3 separate regions of the Mus musculus genome follow, and regions 2 and 3 are each linked to region 1. The links are chromatin contacts, called in public Hi-C and HiChIP or PLAC-seq maps. All regions are on one chromosome and are shown on one strand. The core of a region is the stretch at or near the end of the contact, and the rest is flanking DNA. Distances in the headings are between cores, read along the strand shown.

Region 1 (2,650 bases), core at 45-2,544:
AGCCAAGTAATGATTTAACACTATCCACTCGAAGACATCTTTTCCTGGGTAGACAGAATAGGTCTGGAAGTGCACTGTCTGAAACTCAAGTGCGGACCACCTGAGCAAGACAGAAGAAAGCGACAAAGTAGGTACTTGGTAATCCTTACAAGTGGATTCCCTGGGCATAGTAGGTGTCCATGGGCCTTTGGGCATCAATAATCCCTTTCTGGAGACAAATAAAGCAAATACATATTGTACAGATGATCCACTCCCCGTGTGGGCGAGCGACCATGATGGGGAATTAAGGTAGAACTACAGAAACTCGCAGCTGCTCTCCAGGTACTATAACTTTATCCCTCCACAGAAAGATGGCTATTGGGATCTGGGTGGGACTAGTCCCCCTGCAGTTACCGCTGAGCTCAGGGCCACACTCGGGCGCCTTTTAAATTCCCCCAGCAATTGGTGGATGGAGAAAGAGCCAGGGGGAAAAAAGATGCATAATGATTCGTTCACCGGGCGGATGAAACGGAGAGTAGAGGACGCAGGATGCTAACTGGCTTTTCCTCCCATGTGCAGGTCACCTGAACCGCGATGCCTTCCAGTCTCTGAGGAGGCTCCCTGAACTCGCCATATGGCTCCGTTTTCAAGAGGGGAGAAGAAACAGTTTCATGCCCACCTGCCTGCGGCATCTCCTTTCAGGCACCCCTTCCCTAGCCCCTGCCCGGCGCGCGAGCTGCCGGCATCCACGGTCCCGCCCGCTCCGAGCTCCGGCCGGCAGCTCCCCCGGCGGCCGCCTCTGCACCAGTCGCCAACCTCCGTGCCGGGCCGAGGTCATGCCCGCCTGCCCCCGGAGCCGGCGAGGCCCCTTCCCGGTGCCAGGCGGCAAGCCCGAGAAGCGCCGGCAGGGAAGGGGGTCCGCCGCAGAGTTGGCACCCGGACTCACCAGGTAGGCGCCCACCGTACCCTGCGCCAGCATCAAGGCGCACTCAGACACCAGGAAGATCTTGATGTTGGAGAAGCAGGACACCTTCTTTTTCTTCTTCTTGTTCCTCTGCGCCTCGTCCCCCTGCAGCTCGCCGCTCCGGCCGCCGCCCGACGAGCCGCCCGGCTTCTTTCCCTGCATCCTTCCCCCGCCGCCGCCGCCGCCGCCGCTTTCCCGCTCGCCCCGGGTGTCGTGGCCGTTGCCGGGCGGGGGTGCGTGCCGCGAGGCTGCGTACTGTCCCCGCCCCGGGCCCGCGGCGGCCGCCCCCGTCCTGCCGCGGCTAGAGAGGTTGAAGGCTCCGCTCCTCGCTGCCGCCGCGCTAGCTCCCTTCCTCCTCCTCCTCCTTCTCCTCCTCCTCCTCCTCCGCCCTCCCTTCGCCGCCTCCTCCGGCTCGGGCTGTGCCAATCACAGGGACTCCTCGCGTCGCCCGCTGCTGCCGCCGCCTAGCCTCTCTCGGACTCTCGCCGTTGCCTTCACCGGCTTCCCCTGGCCCGCCGGCTTCGCTTGCCTTCACCCCTAGCGCCCCAAGCCCGGGCCGGGGCCTGATCGCCGCCTTGAGCCCCGGGCTGCGCCGCTACTGGCTGCGGGTGCGTCCCTGGGAGGCACGAGGGGACCTGCTTGGGGCACTAAGGGCTTGCTGATGGTCAAGGCCGGCGGGGTCTAACTACCCAGCGAAACTGCAAAATCCAGGAGTCCTGGTGGGGTAGGAGGCTGAGCGAGGAAGGTGCTACCCGGCCACTAGGAGGCATTGTGGGGCCCAGGGCACCAAGGCGGAAACTGGGTGGTACTAGGACTAGCAATGAGGTGCAGAGATGGGAGTATCCAGGCACCCTACTTCTAGTGCGGGTACCGGACTGCTAAGGCCGGAGAGAAGAAGCAATTTTCATAAAGAGAGTATCGCAGGAGCTGTATTCGGCTTGGTTTAGGGATTTCTAAGGACAGACGTTGTGCTCTGGGGCTCTGGAAGATGCCGAGATAGGAGCTGCCATTGGCTCCTTTGGTTTGCCAGCCTCTGCTCCTGCATTCAGTGGCTACTGGACATATCTAAACCGCCCATTCCCCGAAAATGGGAGAAAGAAACAGAACCTCTGAGAAGGGAAGTTAGAGCTTCAGGGAGTCTCACATCTTCCCCCAGCCTCCAAGTACAGGCAACTGCAGATCACAAGGACCCCAGCAGAGGGCCTTGTTTAGTTCTCCAGCGGCCTGCGGTTGGAGTTCAGGAAGGGATGAGCCACAAGCCTGCTGTGTCCCCACCCCTCTCCTGACTATTGTGGCCCTCCCTGGCTTGGCCTGAAGGTCAGCATGCAGCAGAGCCAATTGTCATCAGTCCTCCGCCCCTTGCTCCCCAGCATTCCCTAGGATTTTGGTCCACAAGGCGCCTCTGATAGGATGTACTGATTCAGGCAGCAGCGTTTGGAAGCTAAGAGAAAAGTGGATACGAACAGAAAATACCTAGCATTGTTGTCCACGTTAGTGATGGAGAAGCCAAAGCCTATTTGGAGAACTTTTCCTTGCTTTCCCAAGGGCCTATATCCCAATGCCAAGGCTTACATTCAATAGTGCATAGCAATTAGCACCGGCCATAATTTCTACTTTCTTCCAGAGAAATTGAGTAAGAATAGACGGTGGCACAGTGGGGGTGTGTTGTTTGCCTTACCATTTAAATATAAATTGCTTCATCCATCT
Region 2 (2,650 bases), core at 93-2,592, 200 kb after region 1:
AAATGAAGCTTTATACCCTCACACCAAATACATTGCAGACTCTGCATTTGGGGATCTTTTAAGTATTCATTAGTTGGAAGGTTAGTCTGAAAAACTCTTGGTCACACTTCTTGTTCAATGGCCACTCAGTTCTGGTGTTTCTCCAGATACCCAATACCATGTATGTCTCAGCTAGCTTCCAAGCTCGCAACCACACACTTCATTATATAGTGTCACCTTGAGAACTCACACAAATGCATGCTCCAAGTGTCCCCATAACTGGCATAACATGGGCAGTTACGGGGATTTTCCTTTTGTACAAAATCTACTTTTGAGTGACTTATGGTTGTTAATCAATGATTAGGCTGACAGACATGCATGTATACCAATTTCAATTTACATAGTGTAGATGTCAGCCTTCTTGGAACCAGAATATAGCAGAGCTTCATATTTTACATAAATTCATCACAGGAAGAAAAAAAAGATACAAATGCATATTTGTTTTGTCCCTTACTCTCATCACAAAAGGTAATGCTTTTATGGCACTCCCTGAGACAGAGACACAGTCTAACGGTTTTACATATTTAAATTTATGAAGTCTTAGGAAAACACCATGTAACAGGCTTTATTATTTTCATCCTTTAGATAAGGACGCTGAACTACTGGGAGAACAAGTAGCTTTTCTGCAATCACATAGTTAACAGAGGAGAATAGGATGAAAACAGACAGGCTGGCTCCCTGGGCCAGTCTTAAGCATAGCTAGTTCTCCTTCTCCAAGTTCAATTATGTGTTCTAAGGCTGGTTAGAAACCTGTCAAAGACATGTAGATAATAAATAGTGGTCTGCTTAACTCCCAACAGTTTCCATTGTATATTCTGGTCAGAACTGGGCAATTCTTCATGTAATAAACAAGCTTGCTTCCACCAGCCCTTTTTTAGTATTTTCCTGACACACTTTCATGAGAATCTGTTTGATGAGAAACTCTACATATTCAATTTTTATTTATTGCTATATCTGGTCTGGAGCTTACTTTATAGAGAATTTGACGTAGCTAATTTTCAGTCTATTTTGTTTCTCAATCTGGATTTTTGGATTTGTTAAACTTAGTCACACAGAGAAGGGGCTGGTAGATTAGTCAAAAAAGCTCATGGAAGATAGATTTAGGACAAATAAATATAAAGATCATATGGAGCTCACTGTCCCAAGATAGGAAAATATAAATAGGTTCAAAGACTGCTGAGATAAATTTGTAAATGACAGCCCTTTAAGATGTTATTAAGAAAAATTGGACATAGATGAAATGTGTCTTGCCTATTTATGGAGTTTTGTGTGGATGCTTATTTCCTTCTTCTGCCATTTTCAGAATGATTCATCTTGGTCACATAATGAGAGGAGGCTTCTGGGGCCTCCTGCTTTACCCTGTTCCTAGTAGAGTTCTAAAAACCAGAGGACTAAACTTGGAGAGAATGCCTTGTACCTTGGCATAGGGGACCCTGCATCCAGGGTATACATACTCCATCTGGCCACATATCCCTGTTCTATAGTAAGCCCTTGGCACTGAGGCAGTAGCTCAAAAATGTATTTCTCACTACATGTTTAACATGAACAGGAATAGCAATATCATACTACACAGAGCTATCCATTTCACAAATATTTTAAAAGGCTAAATGTACCAATTAAGGGCAGGTGCATGAAGGCTAATCCATTTAGTTTATGGGTGAGAAAAGTAAGGCCCAGTGTTTCAGCAATCTCTTGTTCTGTAGCAAACTCTCCACATTTCAACATTCAAACAATATTTTCATTGGATCTCACAATGTTGGAGGCATGGATTTTTGAAAAGGCTCCGGGAGGTGATGTGTTTGCCCGCCACTGTGCTGTACTGTGGCTGCTGGAGGGTCATCCCATTCCCCTAGATTTTAGATCAGGACATTCGACTTACTGGTGGATCATTTTTCCAAAGGTGGGTAGGTATGTCATTTGGAGAATTCCAAATTGCTTTCCAAAGGTATCTTCCAATGACCAAGGGCCACAAGGTTATATCATGTGATGTATCAAGATGTTGAAAAGCATACTTCATGCTCTGATTAGTCTTTCAAATTCAAATTGTCTCCTTTCTCCTCTCCCCTTTCACCTACTCCTCTTCCTCCACCACATCCTCCACAACTTCCTTCTTTCTTTGATTCTTGAAAGAGTGTCCTCTATAGCACAAGGTGATCTCTCACCTGAGGTCTTCCTTTATCTGAGTGCTGGGATTCTAAGCACGGGCCAATAGGAGTCTCAAGGTCTTCTCTTTAAAACAGGCCATCATCTGTTAGCTACTATTGGCTTTCTTTTCTTATTTTCATCTTCCCACATGTCCTTGCAGCATGTACCTTCTCTTATTATTGGAGAAGAGCATTTGAGTCTGTATCAGGAGGAAGCAAGGAGCCGAGTGGGCCTGACCTGTGCCCCTGAGCCAGCAGTTCAAATGTAAGCATTTTCCCAGTACTGTACCTTCTGTTACTTGGTGACGAATAGGTAGCAGGTGTTGAGGGAAAGCAGCAGTTTATACCGTTATTATTTCTGGATAGGCCAGCTGTTCTGAATGATAACACATAATATGAATCTGGGACCAGGTGCCTTTGGGCCTTAGAATTTTCTTACTTCCTCTTAGTAATAAAACATGATAACA
Region 3 (2,650 bases), core at 76-2,575, 150 kb before region 1:
GGGAGGGAGAGAGAAGCTTGACCAGACAAGCTTGTGTTCTATGACTAGTCATTGCCAGCCCTTCCTAACAGTTCCTTAGGCAGACTTGGATGCTTGGTCTCTCTCCATTTACCACATTGAATAAACCAGAACACACCTGAGTGGATGATTGCATGCTGACAGAGAATGGGCTGGAGTCCAAGCACAGAGGAACTGGAATCCAGGAAGGATGGAGAAGTTCTTCTGAATTCTAAAGTCTCCCTTGTATCCTCTATGATGGGAACAGGGGCAGCCTACAGGGGAATACTAACAAATCTATACATTTCTGACATTAGTCCAATGGTCTGCATTAAATTTTAAGGCTGTTATGGGCACAGTGGGGAACCAGTTTGGCCAAACTACAAATAAATCCATTTTTCTTTACCAATTCCTGCTTCCTAATCTCTTTTAGAATACAAGAGAACTAAGAGCTTGCTGACAGGAGCCTGATATAGCTGTCTCCTGAGAGTCTCTACCAGTGTCTGCCAAATACAGTAGTGGATGCTCACAGCTATCCATTGGACAGAGCACAAGGTCCCCAGTGAAGGAGCTAGAGAAAGGACCCAAGACCAGTACCCAAGCAGTACCCCCAGAGCTTCCAGGGAATAAATCACCAACCAAAGAAAACACATGGTGGGACTCATGGCTCTAGCTGCATATGTAGCAGAGGATTGCCTAGTTGGTCATCAATGAGAGGAGAGGCCTTTGATCCTGTGAAGGTGCTATGCCCCAGTATAGGGGAATGCCAGGGCCAGGAAGCAGGAGTGGGTGGGTTGGTGAGCAGGGGGAGGGGGGAGGAGATAGGGGGTTTTAGGAGGGGAAACCAGGAAGGGGGGTAGCATTTGAAATGTATATAAAGAAAATATCTAATAAAAATAAAGAATTTAAAAAAAAAGAGAGAGAAAGAAGAGGGCTCTTCCCTCTGGGATACATCTGTATATCCTCTGCTCCAGGCCCTCAGGATAGCTCCTGCGGGCTCATGAATGGATCCCACCCACCCATCCCCCAACCCCCTCTCTTCAGGGACAGGGCAGTCTCAGATCAGAGTCATCCCTTCACTTCGCACCTGGCTCCCTCCCAGCTCCTTCTGTATGAAGCTGAGATTACCCAGTCAATAAAGCTCTGTGTGGCTTGCTTCTCCCTCCCTCCCTGCCTCTGTTTCTCAGTGTGGGTCTTTTCCTGTTCTCCAGCAAAGCAGGCTGCCATTCCTGTCAGCTCTGGACCACGCTGACCTGCCAGGAATACTCTCTGCCAAGGAACTTCATGACTAATCACCCACTCCCTGGAAGTCTGCGTTGGTCTAGTCAGCAGGTGGCATCGGGTCAGAGCACAGCTTGTGCAAGTCAGTCTAACTGAGACCCGCCCTCATGTAGGAAGTCGGTAGCTCTCCCAGCATGGCCCTTCTCTCCTCTATTTCCATTCAGCTATCGCCCATTCTGTGTAGAATTATTCTCTACTGCCTGCCTTCCCCAAGATTTTGAGATCTGAGAGGGGAAGGAAAATTGTCTGTTTTGTTCACAGCGCAGTCTTTACCTCTCAGAACAGTGCACGGCATCGAGTGGAGGTTCTGGCTAAGCCAGTGTACTCCAACCCCAGCAGGTGCAGCTCCATTCTGCTCCATCCTTTGATCAGGCTCTCGGTGTCTAATCTCCCTGCAGGTTTTCATTCTGCATGCCCACCTACCTGCACAGGCTAGAGTGGCCTGTTACTTTTCCACTTACAGCGTAGGAAGGAAAAGGAGAATAAAGCGGGAATATGGATGCGAAACACAGCTTTTTTTTTCCCCCTAAGGGGAAGAAGAGAATTTATTCTAAGCCAAAACTATGAATGGCCATGTCTGAGGAGCAGGAATTCAGGTTGCCTGGCATGATATGATCCACTAGGAAATGGCTATGTGAACACTTTATAGTCCTAGAACACTAGGGAGTTGTGAAGGAGTCAACGTATTTGACAAATACACTGGTGCACAGTGACCAGGCAGACCTGCTGTAGGTGGCTGGTGTTATCTGATGATATTCTTAGCTTTGGGGGTTGGTGAAAGTTTGTGGTTTGCTAAGTTAGGATGCTCTAATGATTTTCCCTGATAGAAGGATGTTTGGTTGGACCGGTGACTATTGAGGAGACCAAAAATAGCACAAGATAATTTTAGCTCTGGACTTGCAATGTTTTTCCTCTCTAGAATCACCAAGTTTAATCACTCAGCTAACTACCTAAGTCTTAGTTTGGGACTTCTTAGGAAACTTCAGTTGACAGGTGTTGCCAGGGATATGGAGTTGGGCGAAATGAGGTGGGGGCAGGGACACTTCAGAGAGAAGAAAAGCAGGAAGAAATAGGTGTGGATTTTAACACTTAAAAGGTCTTGGAAAACATGTTCAAATATCCTTCAACCAATTGATTCCTTGTAATTATCACTGGTTGATCTGGGTCCAATGTCCTGATCCATAAAACAGAACACTTAGAATACAGGATGCCCTACCTATATGGGGGGTTTTTGATTCATTTGCTTCTTATCTGTGAGAGTCTTTGACAAACCCTGAAAGTCTAGGGCTTTATTAGATTATAAGGCAAATATAAGATTATGAGAGTTAATACACACTTTGATCTATCTGCTATGTTCTGGCTTGACCCTGAC

Evidence for each region. Hi-C and Micro-C count contacts between places; a contact is called where the count stands out from the background. HiChIP or PLAC-seq counts read pairs in DNA pulled down with a chosen protein or histone mark.
Region 2: a contact with region 1 is called in a Hi-C map of cortical neurons, with 4 times the contacts expected there. The contact joins the enhancer-like site here to the promoter of Slco3a1 in region 1. A contact is called at or near these places in 5 of 39 promoter capture datasets (cranial neural crest, embryonic stem cells, hippocampal neurons and 2 more), 3 of 484 Hi-C or Micro-C datasets (cortical neurons and myocytes), 3 of 115 datasets of contacts at active chromatin or transcription factors (bone marrow-derived macrophages, embryonic forebrain and extraembryonic endoderm stem cells) and 2 of 9 other capture datasets (embryonic stem cells and macrophages).
Region 3: a contact with region 1 is called in an H3K4me3 HiChIP or PLAC-seq map of forebrain, with 3 times the contacts expected there. The contact joins the enhancer-like site here to the promoter of Slco3a1 in region 1. A contact is called at or near these places in 2 of 39 promoter capture datasets (frontonasal cranial neural crest and liver), 6 of 484 Hi-C or Micro-C datasets (the C2C12 cell line, double positive thymocytes, group 2 innate lymphoid cells and 3 more), 10 of 115 datasets of contacts at active chromatin or transcription factors (CD8 T cells, bone marrow-derived macrophages, cardiomyocytes and 7 more) and 4 of 9 other capture datasets (adipose tissue, liver, macrophages and 1 more).

The regions. Positions count from the first base shown.
Region 1 is chr7:74,553,486-74,556,135 of GRCm38.p6, forward strand. Slco3a1 (solute carrier organic anion transporter family, member 3a1) reads right to left here and starts at 1,295. Exons shown (of 10, transcript NM_023908.2): 1 at 926-1,295. The coding sequence starts at 1,105.
Region 2 is chr7:74,749,194-74,751,843 of GRCm38.p6, forward strand. No RefSeq gene overlaps it. Among named protein-coding and RNA genes, the nearest start is that of Gm30459, 15 kb to the right of the region's middle. Within about 2 kb of position 1,343, at least 3 of the 459 cell types and tissues checked have an H3K27ac peak or open chromatin away from gene starts, as enhancers often do. A contact at or near this core is called in cortical neurons, where this site is marked.
Region 3 is chr7:74,407,501-74,410,150 of GRCm38.p6, forward strand. The region is part of intron 2 of Slco3a1 (solute carrier organic anion transporter family, member 3a1); the gene reads right to left. Among named protein-coding and RNA genes, the nearest start is that of Slco3a1, 150 kb to the right of the region's middle. Within about 2 kb of position 1,326, at least 38 of the 459 cell types and tissues checked have an H3K27ac peak or open chromatin away from gene starts, as enhancers often do. A contact at or near this core is called in forebrain and muscle stem cells, where this site is marked.